Linked DNA regions of Zea mays: region 2 is linked to region 1. Evidence: chromatin contacts called from public Hi-C data. All regions are on one chromosome and are shown on one strand. Each heading gives the region's core, a stretch centred on a gene start, on an enhancer-like site or on the middle of the called end of the contact. The rest is flanking DNA. Distances are from core to core; before and after follow the strand shown. Region 1 has its middle 8.3 kb from the start of LOC103641085. Region 2 has its middle 240 kb from the start of LOC103641085.

The links. Hi-C and Micro-C count contacts between places; a contact is called where the count stands out from the background.
Region 2: a contact with region 1 is called in a Hi-C map of bundle sheath, with 3 times the contacts expected there. The contact joins two enhancer-like sites. A contact is called at or near these places in 6 of 25 Hi-C or Micro-C datasets (bundle sheath, ear, leaf and 1 more).

Annotation. Positions count from the first base shown.
Region 1 is chr10:53,703,657-53,708,265 of Zm-B73-REFERENCE-NAM-5.0, forward strand. No RefSeq gene overlaps it. Among protein-coding and RNA genes, the nearest start is that of LOC103641085, 8.3 kb to the left of the region's middle. Within about 2 kb of position 2,070, at least 10 of the 20 cell types and tissues checked have an H3K27ac peak or open chromatin away from gene starts, as enhancers often do. A contact at or near this core is called in bundle sheath and leaf, where this site is marked.
Region 2 is chr10:53,933,767-53,938,375 of Zm-B73-REFERENCE-NAM-5.0, forward strand. No RefSeq gene overlaps it. Among protein-coding and RNA genes, the nearest start is that of LOC103641085, 240 kb to the left of the region's middle. Within about 2 kb of position 2,820, at least 16 of the 20 cell types and tissues checked have an H3K27ac peak or open chromatin away from gene starts, as enhancers often do. A contact at or near this core is called in bundle sheath and leaf, where this site is marked.

The sequences.
Region 1 (4,609 bases), core at 820-3,319:
GATCTTGACGCCGAGCTTGGTGCCACGTCAGCGCCACGTCGTCTGGGTTGTGCCAGCGCAGTATGTACCTTGGCGCCATAGGCTATGGCGTCGAGATGTGTTACCTCGGTGCCATAGGCTATGGCGCCGAGGAGAGGGTTCAAAAATGACATTAAATTTTTTTAAGATTTAAACGTGAATTTTTTTTCCGATAATGAGACAAAATTAAAAAAAAAGTCGGACGCAGGGCAGCAGGGCGTGGTGGTGGCTGGCTCGGGTGGACAGGTGGACACGCCTTGTTAGCCTTCTATTTGGCCTGTGCTTTCGTGTAAGTGGGCCAGACCATCTAAACCCAAGACTCAACGGCGCCCAAGAGTGCCCAACCAGTGTTATTACAGGCCACATTTCTAAGGGCCTCAGAGAGCCATTGGTGAGCAGCACAATGTCCATCTACACTTTTTTGCTCCTATTCCATACTCTCCACGTTCAGAGTTAAAAGCAAAGCAATTGTAGGTATTTACGAATAGTAAATTAGGCTCGCCTAAATACTTTAGCAATAGTTAGGCTTCAACGGTGACTACTCTAAGTTCCCACAATGAGTCTGTTTGTGTTCAGATTTTTTCTGACCAACTTTTCTAAAAAATCTGGCTATGGAGAAAATCTGGCTGTGGAAAGAATCTCAGTATAGTGTGGACTACATGCGGAGGAAGATGAAGTGGTACAAAGGCTACGGGATCTAGAAAGCGATGAATTTCTACTATCGTGACGACTTGACCGATTTTGTGTTCATGTTGATTTTGGACAGTTTTTATTAAAACGATTTTTATAGAAGCAGGCTGAAAAGATAAAGCGTTTGACAGTCTGCAACAGCTTTTGGTGGCCAGAAGCTAAAAAATCCAACCAAGCAGGGCTATAGGACTAAACTTTAGCATTTGAGAACTGTTTGGATACAAGTACTAAACTTTAGTATATTACTTCTAATAATGCGGTGTGCAATAAACGAGTGACGATACTAGCTATGCAAAAGCTAGTGGCCCGTGCTTGGAGAGAGAAAGGTGTGTATGGGTGGAGGAGAGGGAAATGGTGTTAGGACCACTTTTAACACAGTTTAACATATTTAGTGGATCTAAAGTGCTAAAAGGTGCTAAACTTTAACACAACTAATTTTTAGTTGCCATGTTTATTTCTTCAATAGCTTAACTTTAGAAAAAAATACAATGCTAAAGGCGAAACAAATGGGCCATAGTCAGGGGCGGACCCAAGGGGGTCCAGGTGGACCACGACACACCCTAAGGCAGGCCCACCCAGACCCCTCCCTAATCGTCCGTTCTAGAGTCTAGACTTCATGGGCATTAGACTCGTTGCTTCATCTTCAATCTCCAATCCTCCATGAGCATGGAGCCACAAACAAGCAGGAGACAGTCAACGCCACCCCACAGCTCGCTCCCTGGACCCTAGCGCCCATCGTCGCCCCTGGCCTTAGCGACAGTCGCCGCCTTCCTGGGCCCTAGCGCGCCGTCAAAATGTGTTGTCACCGTGCCCAGCCAGCCATCCCTATGCGGCTGCGTCGGACCTTCCAGCGGTCAGCCGGCCACACGCCCGATGTCTCATCTTGTGGCGGTCAAGGGGATGTTGATACCCAATTCCCCATTCCCAAGGTTTTTATTGTGAATTGTAAAGCCTAGCGGCTTAACTGTTAGCTTTGAGTGTAAATATATAATGGTTAATCTATAATGCAATATATATTTTATTGCTGATTTTTGTTTTGTTAATTGTTGATTCAGTATTTAGTTTTAATGGCTGAAATATGAAGAAGCAAATAGATATATATTAGATTTTGATAGAAGTGTATATAAAAAAATTGTTTCGGCACATCCTAAATAAAAATTCTAGGTCCGCAGCTGGCCATAGTCTATACATTATATATTGGTGGCGCCTCTCACCCTCCACATTATCTAGTTAGGGCTTAATATGAAGTCTAATCATCAAGTACAGCACCAAGAACATCTATCAGCAACTGTGTGCTAGTATGTAATGTGTGGTAGGCCGTCATCCTATCCACCACCTAATTAATAGAACCATTAATCAGGGCCCTCTGATCTTCCATCTATGACGGAGACCGTTTGTCCTCTTGTCTTTGGCACCTTTTCCATGAGTCGCTTTATGCATTCACTCACTCCCCTTCTGCTTCCCAGCTGTCCCAAATTGATGCTGATGCCATTGTAGGAATATCGAAGTAGTAATTTTATTGCTCCTCTACCACCGTGCTCATTTATTTTTCTTAGAAAAAAACTCGAAGGCGAGAGGTTGACCTCTCCCAACGCATAAATAGGAGAAATTAGTACTATAAAATTTATGATTGTGTGTTTTCCCTTTTATCTTTTAATGATACAACCCTTATATGGTTTTAATATTAACTGATTGTTTTTTTGGTTCATGCACCCAGTTAGGCTCTGTTCAGTTGTGCCCAACTAGGCGGATTGGGTCTGGATTGTGGAGCAATCCAGGTTGAAATCCGACCCCGGTAGAAATCCCGGTTTCTAATTTTTTTTTATGTTCGGTTAAGCCCACTAGGATTCTAGCCTATAGGTTTGGAATTTTTTTGGCTAGAGAAGGTACTGGATTGGAGCCAGGACCGGAAGGGCCTGGAAACAAATCCGAAGCGGGCGACACAAAGGAGAGCGGCGATGACGCAAGCGAGAGACGAGATGCTGCTGAGCGGCGGTGGCGCAAGCGGGAGACGAGGTGCTGTTGTGCGCCAGCGGCGACGACAACATCGTCCCCACCGCTAGCAAACTCTACTGCATCGGCAAGCTTCTCTCTGGTTGGTCCTTCTCAATTTTACTAGGGTTCTTGAACTAGAGCCATTTCTTTCTTGGTCCTGATGTTCATGGTACTGGTGGTGGCTCCGGATCCACCAACGGGAATGTGGGAGGGGCCATGGGTGCAGGCGGTGGGCCGGTCGGGGGCCACGGTCGGCGGAGGCCATGAGCGCCTCATGGTTTCCTTTTCGAATCGATAGGTTCCCTTTCTGATTTCCGTCGGCAGACGACGTGGGGCAGAAGACCAAGGCGATCGTGACCACCAGCATGAGGAAGGTGAAAGATGGAACATCTCAGGGGTTCCAATGGATCAAGGACAAGTGCCAGCGGAACGGTGGCGGGAAGAAGCAGCAGGACTCCGAGGCCCCTAGGTATTGCTGACCCCCTGTCCTCATAACATTAGCATTGTTGCTCGGCTTCAAAGGAAGCTTGAAGTCGGGGTTCCAATGATATTTATGCACTTATATTTCTCTGCTCATATTTTTCATCTAGATGGAGGGCAATACTGTCTTGAAGCCAACACTTTTCTTGTCTCATCTGGGTACCCTCAGTAGTCTAATAAACTAATATTTTTTTAGAATAATATGATGACAATTTCTTGTATACAACTGTAATCTTGTACTCAGTCCATTCTGCTACACTCTCTTCCATACATCTTATGCTTGGCAATTGGAAGCCACCAGCCAGAAAATGAACTACCCAATTGCTCATCCTCTCTGAGGCATATATGTTTGTAAGGCTTACAGAGTAACCAACTATATCCAGCTGAGGAATATGGGGATGGATGCATTCTCTATAACATATTCAATCAATTAGATAAAATGAGATTACTGAAACCAACGTACTATTGACTTTATCAAGTAAAATGTAAACTTTGGAAAAAATATTTACATTGACTTCATATGTCAATTTTGTTAATATTATATCATCTACTGTTATAACCTAGTCTCTAGAGACTCCAAAAAAATTCAAAATTTATTACTAGATCGTTGTCATGGAAATGGTGCAATAGCAAGAAAAAGATTGCATGACAACCAAATGTTGATTTTGAATTGCATGACAATCAAATGCTGAGCATGAAAAAAACATTTGCACTTATTAACCACAATGATTGTTTCTGTTTTCTAATGCTGCATGTACACTTGGAAATTAGCAGCAATGCCTATTATATTACTTGTCCATCTATTGTTGTGTTATTGCCTCACATTTTTTATTGCAGTTTGTTTTGGTTTATTGTTCATATTCATTCATTTGTCTCATGGTGTTCCAGGGTCCAAGGACAAGAGAGAGAAATTCAAGTCATGTCATGCCAGTTGATACATCATTAGGCTTGGTAGAGTTTGAAAGCAATTGTTTGATAAAAATCTGATAATTGGATGTTGAGTTATGTTGATGTTTGTTTTTTATTTGATCTGGATATAAAAATATGTTCATTTTTTAAAAAACATTATGTATTGAGAATCATATGACATGCATGTTTAATTAATTTCATGAGAGATAGAATTGTATTTTCTATGTTTAAACTTCGTTGGGTTTTATTAGCTTTTGTTGGTTTTCAAGTTTGGGATTTAATTCACATGGAATAAACGAACAAACATAGTTGATTGGGTTTTAGGATATAATCCATATGGAATAAACGAACAATATTGGTTGTTTGGGTTTAGGGATTTAATCCCACAAGGGATTAGGTGAAAGGCTTGGATTCACCCAATCCATGTGTGGAAAAAAACCAGCCCATGAAAATTTCCCAAGCTGCCGAATTAGGCCTTAGAAGAAAATTTTCACAAGCACTTTTATGCTAGAGTCCA
Region 2 (4,609 bases), core at 1,570-4,069, 230 kb after region 1:
TATGATCGACTATGCATTGCTGTTACCAATTAATTTAAAATATCTCTCTAGTTATCTATGTGTGCTATTAAAATTCATTTAAATTGTATTTGGCATATTTTTGTTAATAAATATTAATATGGTAATCAAATCACAATCGGGTCTAATTGAGAACCGCCTGTGGTACGAATCGCGCATCACAGACGGTTTTTATATTTCGGACTGTTTGTGAAACGAATCGAGCACCACAAGCGGTTTTTATTTCGGACCGCTTGTGATACGAATACATCCCAGGCGGTCTGATTTGCCTAGGACATTCCAGGCGGTTTTCTAGCCGAACCGACTGGGATGCAAAAATCCTACCGCTTGTATAGAGCCAAATTGTAGTAGTGGTTGTGCCTTTTACTTTTTCTGAACCCAAATCCTCGCTATCTCTATATTAATACTTATAATTTTGACGTTCCTAAAACCTTCCATTATGCTCCAAATCACTCCTTTATATTCGTCCTTCATCAACTTATCTTTAAAATCTTTTTGGCGAAATTTCCAACCTTTTTTGGACCTTTCCCCTATTTTTTGCGAGCATATTCTAATTTTCGATACACTCAAATATCTTATCATGATCTCCAAATACTTTAATTAGGTTCCTTATGTTCTAAAATGTCTCTCATAAAATTTCCAAAAAATTTTGATCTTTCGGAGTATTTTCCAACCTCAAATTGTAATTCTAATGTTTCTAGAATTATTCTAATCCCAAAAAAATAAATTACAAAAATAGTAATGTTATCAGGAAAATTTATTATGAATCTAAAATTCAGGTGCAAAAATCCAAATTAATCTTAAAGACCCATGCCTTTATTTGCTAATGGGCTTTAATGTTTATTTAGACCTATTAGTGGGGTGAATGGTGCAGTATTAAACAGCACCATATTGCTAGTTGTTGCAGAGGCGGAGAGTTTTTGTTGCTATGTATCTGTCAACAGCCTTGAAAAGTTCATGGATGAAATTAAGCCTGGGCTATAGTTTTTCTTGCTATGTATGTTTATTCAACCAAAAAAAATTTTTGATGTCTTCTCCATATGCTCCAAATAATAAGACATTTTATTTTTTTCTAGATTCATAGTTTTTATTATGCACCTAGATATATGTTATGTCTAAGATATTAAAAAACTTTGTATCTATTAGTTTAAAAATGCCATATAATTTACAACAGATGGGGTATTTTCTAACAGAAATTGATAATTTTTTGCTCATCCAAGTACAGTACATACTGTTGCAAATTGGAGAGGGACAAGAGAAACAGTGTGTGTGGGACGTGGGGTGTCTCAACTTTTTGACGGCTTTGTTAGCTTACACAATTGATGCCTTCCTCAAATTTACAAATGCTGCCACTCCCATCCCATTCGTCCCCACCACTGTGCAGTCCGTGCAGGCAGGGATGGAGCAGTGAGCAAATGAAAAGAGCCAATCCTTTCCATGTCTCCCTTATTTATTCCCTTAGAAAGTTTGTCCAGCATCCATCACTACAACGCAAAGGGGTGCCCACCTGGGCAGTGCAAAGGTTAGGCTCACTTGTTCGCATGGACACATGCACGGACTTCAGATTATTCAAAAGCCTCGCTAATTTGGTTTGGATGGTCATCAGGTTTATCACTAACTAGCTTTTACTTCTCTTCTAGATACAGACAGAGCAGTACTTCTTTGCAATGCAGTGCTCTCAATAGCTATCCGTAAAATGACAACTAAACAAAATATTGGTTCTAAAAACATTCAGTTATCAGTTGTGTTGGTCTTGAAAGTTCAGTTTTGTTTGGTGGTATGTCCATAATTTCTATACTTATCTATGCTACTTATGGATGACTATCCTGTCTAGATTCAGTGACATAAACAAAAAGATGAAGTGGGCCAATAATATCGAATTGTTCACTTAATTAGTTCATGTTCTTACATTTAAAGCCTCTTCAAATTTGCTACATGGATCCACATCCCTACGGTCTTTTTCTTCTCTGTTGCCTAATTCATGCATGGACTTAAGTGGTACAAGTAAGAAAAAATGTTGTACTATAGTAATTAAAACTGAAGTTCAGTTCGAGCTTGAATGAGGTTGGACAGGTTTTAAGACTCCAGGACCACAGGTACAGCTGCGATATAACTACTGAAAATGATGGCTATTGATTAATTATCACTATTATATTTATATATGGGCTACATAGACTATTTTAAGGTTAGTCACTGAATACCATGCATATCTGATACTGATTTATTCTTATATATATTTACGCCTGTAACTAGGAGGGGAAAAAAACTCTCACCACAAGGTGTACATCGCTTATTGGCCACCTTTTCTCCAAAATGGATTTCATTCAGGGTTCCACGAATGAAGTTGCCGCTTGCATGTAGTATCATATTTTTCTTGTCATGGGTATATGGTTGGACTCAAGTCACGCAGGTTGTTACTGAAAGAAAAGACGAAAGCAGTCACACACATCATTTTTCCCTGCAATTAGGGAACGACATGTCCCTGTGAACACTCCAGGAGAATTATCTGTCAGATGATGGTGCTTTCTGCTTTCCACCTTTCACTTCGGATCAGGCTTTCCAGCAGCAACTTTTCACTTGTGAAAACTTTGGTTGAAGTTCCTTTTACAGGCAAGAAGATAAGGCAGTGCATGTCATCAGTGGAGCAAACTCAAGAAAAGCAGTTAGGCATGACTGCCTACTTGCCCTAACTGAATCTGCTCACGTTTTTCATGCTATAAAAGATGGCTACTAGTACTGCATTCTACTGTAAACAGGAGTAGCAGTACAACTTTCTGTGCCTTCTAGGTGATGTGCATCTGTTTGGAGGTATCCAAAAGGAGCTTTTTAGTGGGAGAGCACAGCAGCCCAGCCTTTTGGAAAGCACACCTCCCACTACATGCACTTTCTACTCCATTGTCCCTGGCCTTTTGAGCAACACTTTAAGACCTTCCAGGAGAGTGATTGGCATCCCCTACCCTTACTGATGAATCAAATTCCCAAGGGCAATTCTCCTCAAAAGAAACCAGTCCACTCACACTGAGTGGTGAGTGTGAGTGGAGTCCATTTAGGTGCCAAAGGAGTTCTACTTATTTGGGCATCCTGCCAAAGGAGCCGCTTTTCCTTGTTGCCACCTTTTTTCATCTTTTGTCAAAGGTGGAGGTGACTTTTTTATTCTATTTTATTTTTGTTGCTTCGACCATGACTTACAACTAGGCAAAGGCACAAGCACTATGCGCAGCAAAAGGAATGCATACTCAAGCAGCAATTGGCTCTGATGAATTGCTTAAGGAGTTAGCAATAATGCCCAACGGAGCTGGACCATTATTGTTGCTTATTAGCTCCTGATTGATTTGATTAGCTTCTGGTGAAAATTAACTGATGTATGAAAATTAAGAGCTTTCTAAAAACAACTAAGAACTCTACTCTTGAATTCATGTAAACATTGTGAAAATTGTATAGCTTGTGACAGATCTCCAACACACATGCCCCAAACAGTAACCAATCACATAAGTGAGTCGACAATAAAATCATTTTCATATATTTTTCTTTTAGTAAAGATCGTATGTAGTAGTAACAATATAATTAGAAGCCAGCAGTCTATTCGTTGTGTAGTCATCTGAGCCATTGATCTTAAATTTGGTGGTTCAAAAAAAATGTTTATTTGTCCAACACACACTCAAGTATGGTACAGATGCAGCCCCCGCCCCTACCCAATTGAATTGTTTGCGCCAGCATGCTCATGATACGCGTGGAATAAACCGGAGAATAATCCACTAGCTAGCTGCCCGCTGCCGACAAGAAATAGTTGGACTAACCAATATGGTTACTTGTACCGCAGCATCGTGATGAACTTTTAGCTTTGTTTGTTTTTTATTTTAACACCTAAGGTCTAGTTTGGGAGCCACAAAACCGGATGAGTTGAAGGGACTACAATCTCCTTCTTATTTAAATTTAAATAAGAAGGGAATTCTAGTCCCTCCAATCTCCTTTGGTTTTGTGACTCTCAAACTAGCCCTAAGTGCTACTTATGGATGATGGACCTTATTAGCCACCAACTCGACGAAAACGTCCAACCAAACTAGCCCAGCTATTAAGCCGCACCAAACTAGCCTAACTATTAACGAGTTACTACACTAGAGAAGTCAATCGGACCAGGAAACAACCCCACCAACCACACTCAATTAATGGGACTGAACCGCCCGTTGCCCGCAATGAATCACTAGAACAAAACATATATAAACAAAAAATCTAGAATATGCAAACAAGGTTTTGTCTAATTATTGCTATCTCTACCGCAAAACTAAAGTTTCAATTCCAATCATAAATATTGTAACTAGAAAGGAGATATTGAAACTTCAGTACTTAAAATAAATACGGAAGGTAAAGAGCTAGTAGAGAAAGCATACTCTTGTGGATGACACCGGTATTTTTACCGAGGTATCCGGAACCACGCAAGGTCCCGACTAATCCTCGTTGGTATCCCTACGTAAAGGGTAGCCCACACGAGGGCCAAAAACCACGAACGAGTAACTCCGTAAAGAGTCGCTGGCCTTCTCTACGTGCAAGTGGTGCTCCGCTTTCGGCTACTCTTGAACGCTCCTCTCCGTCT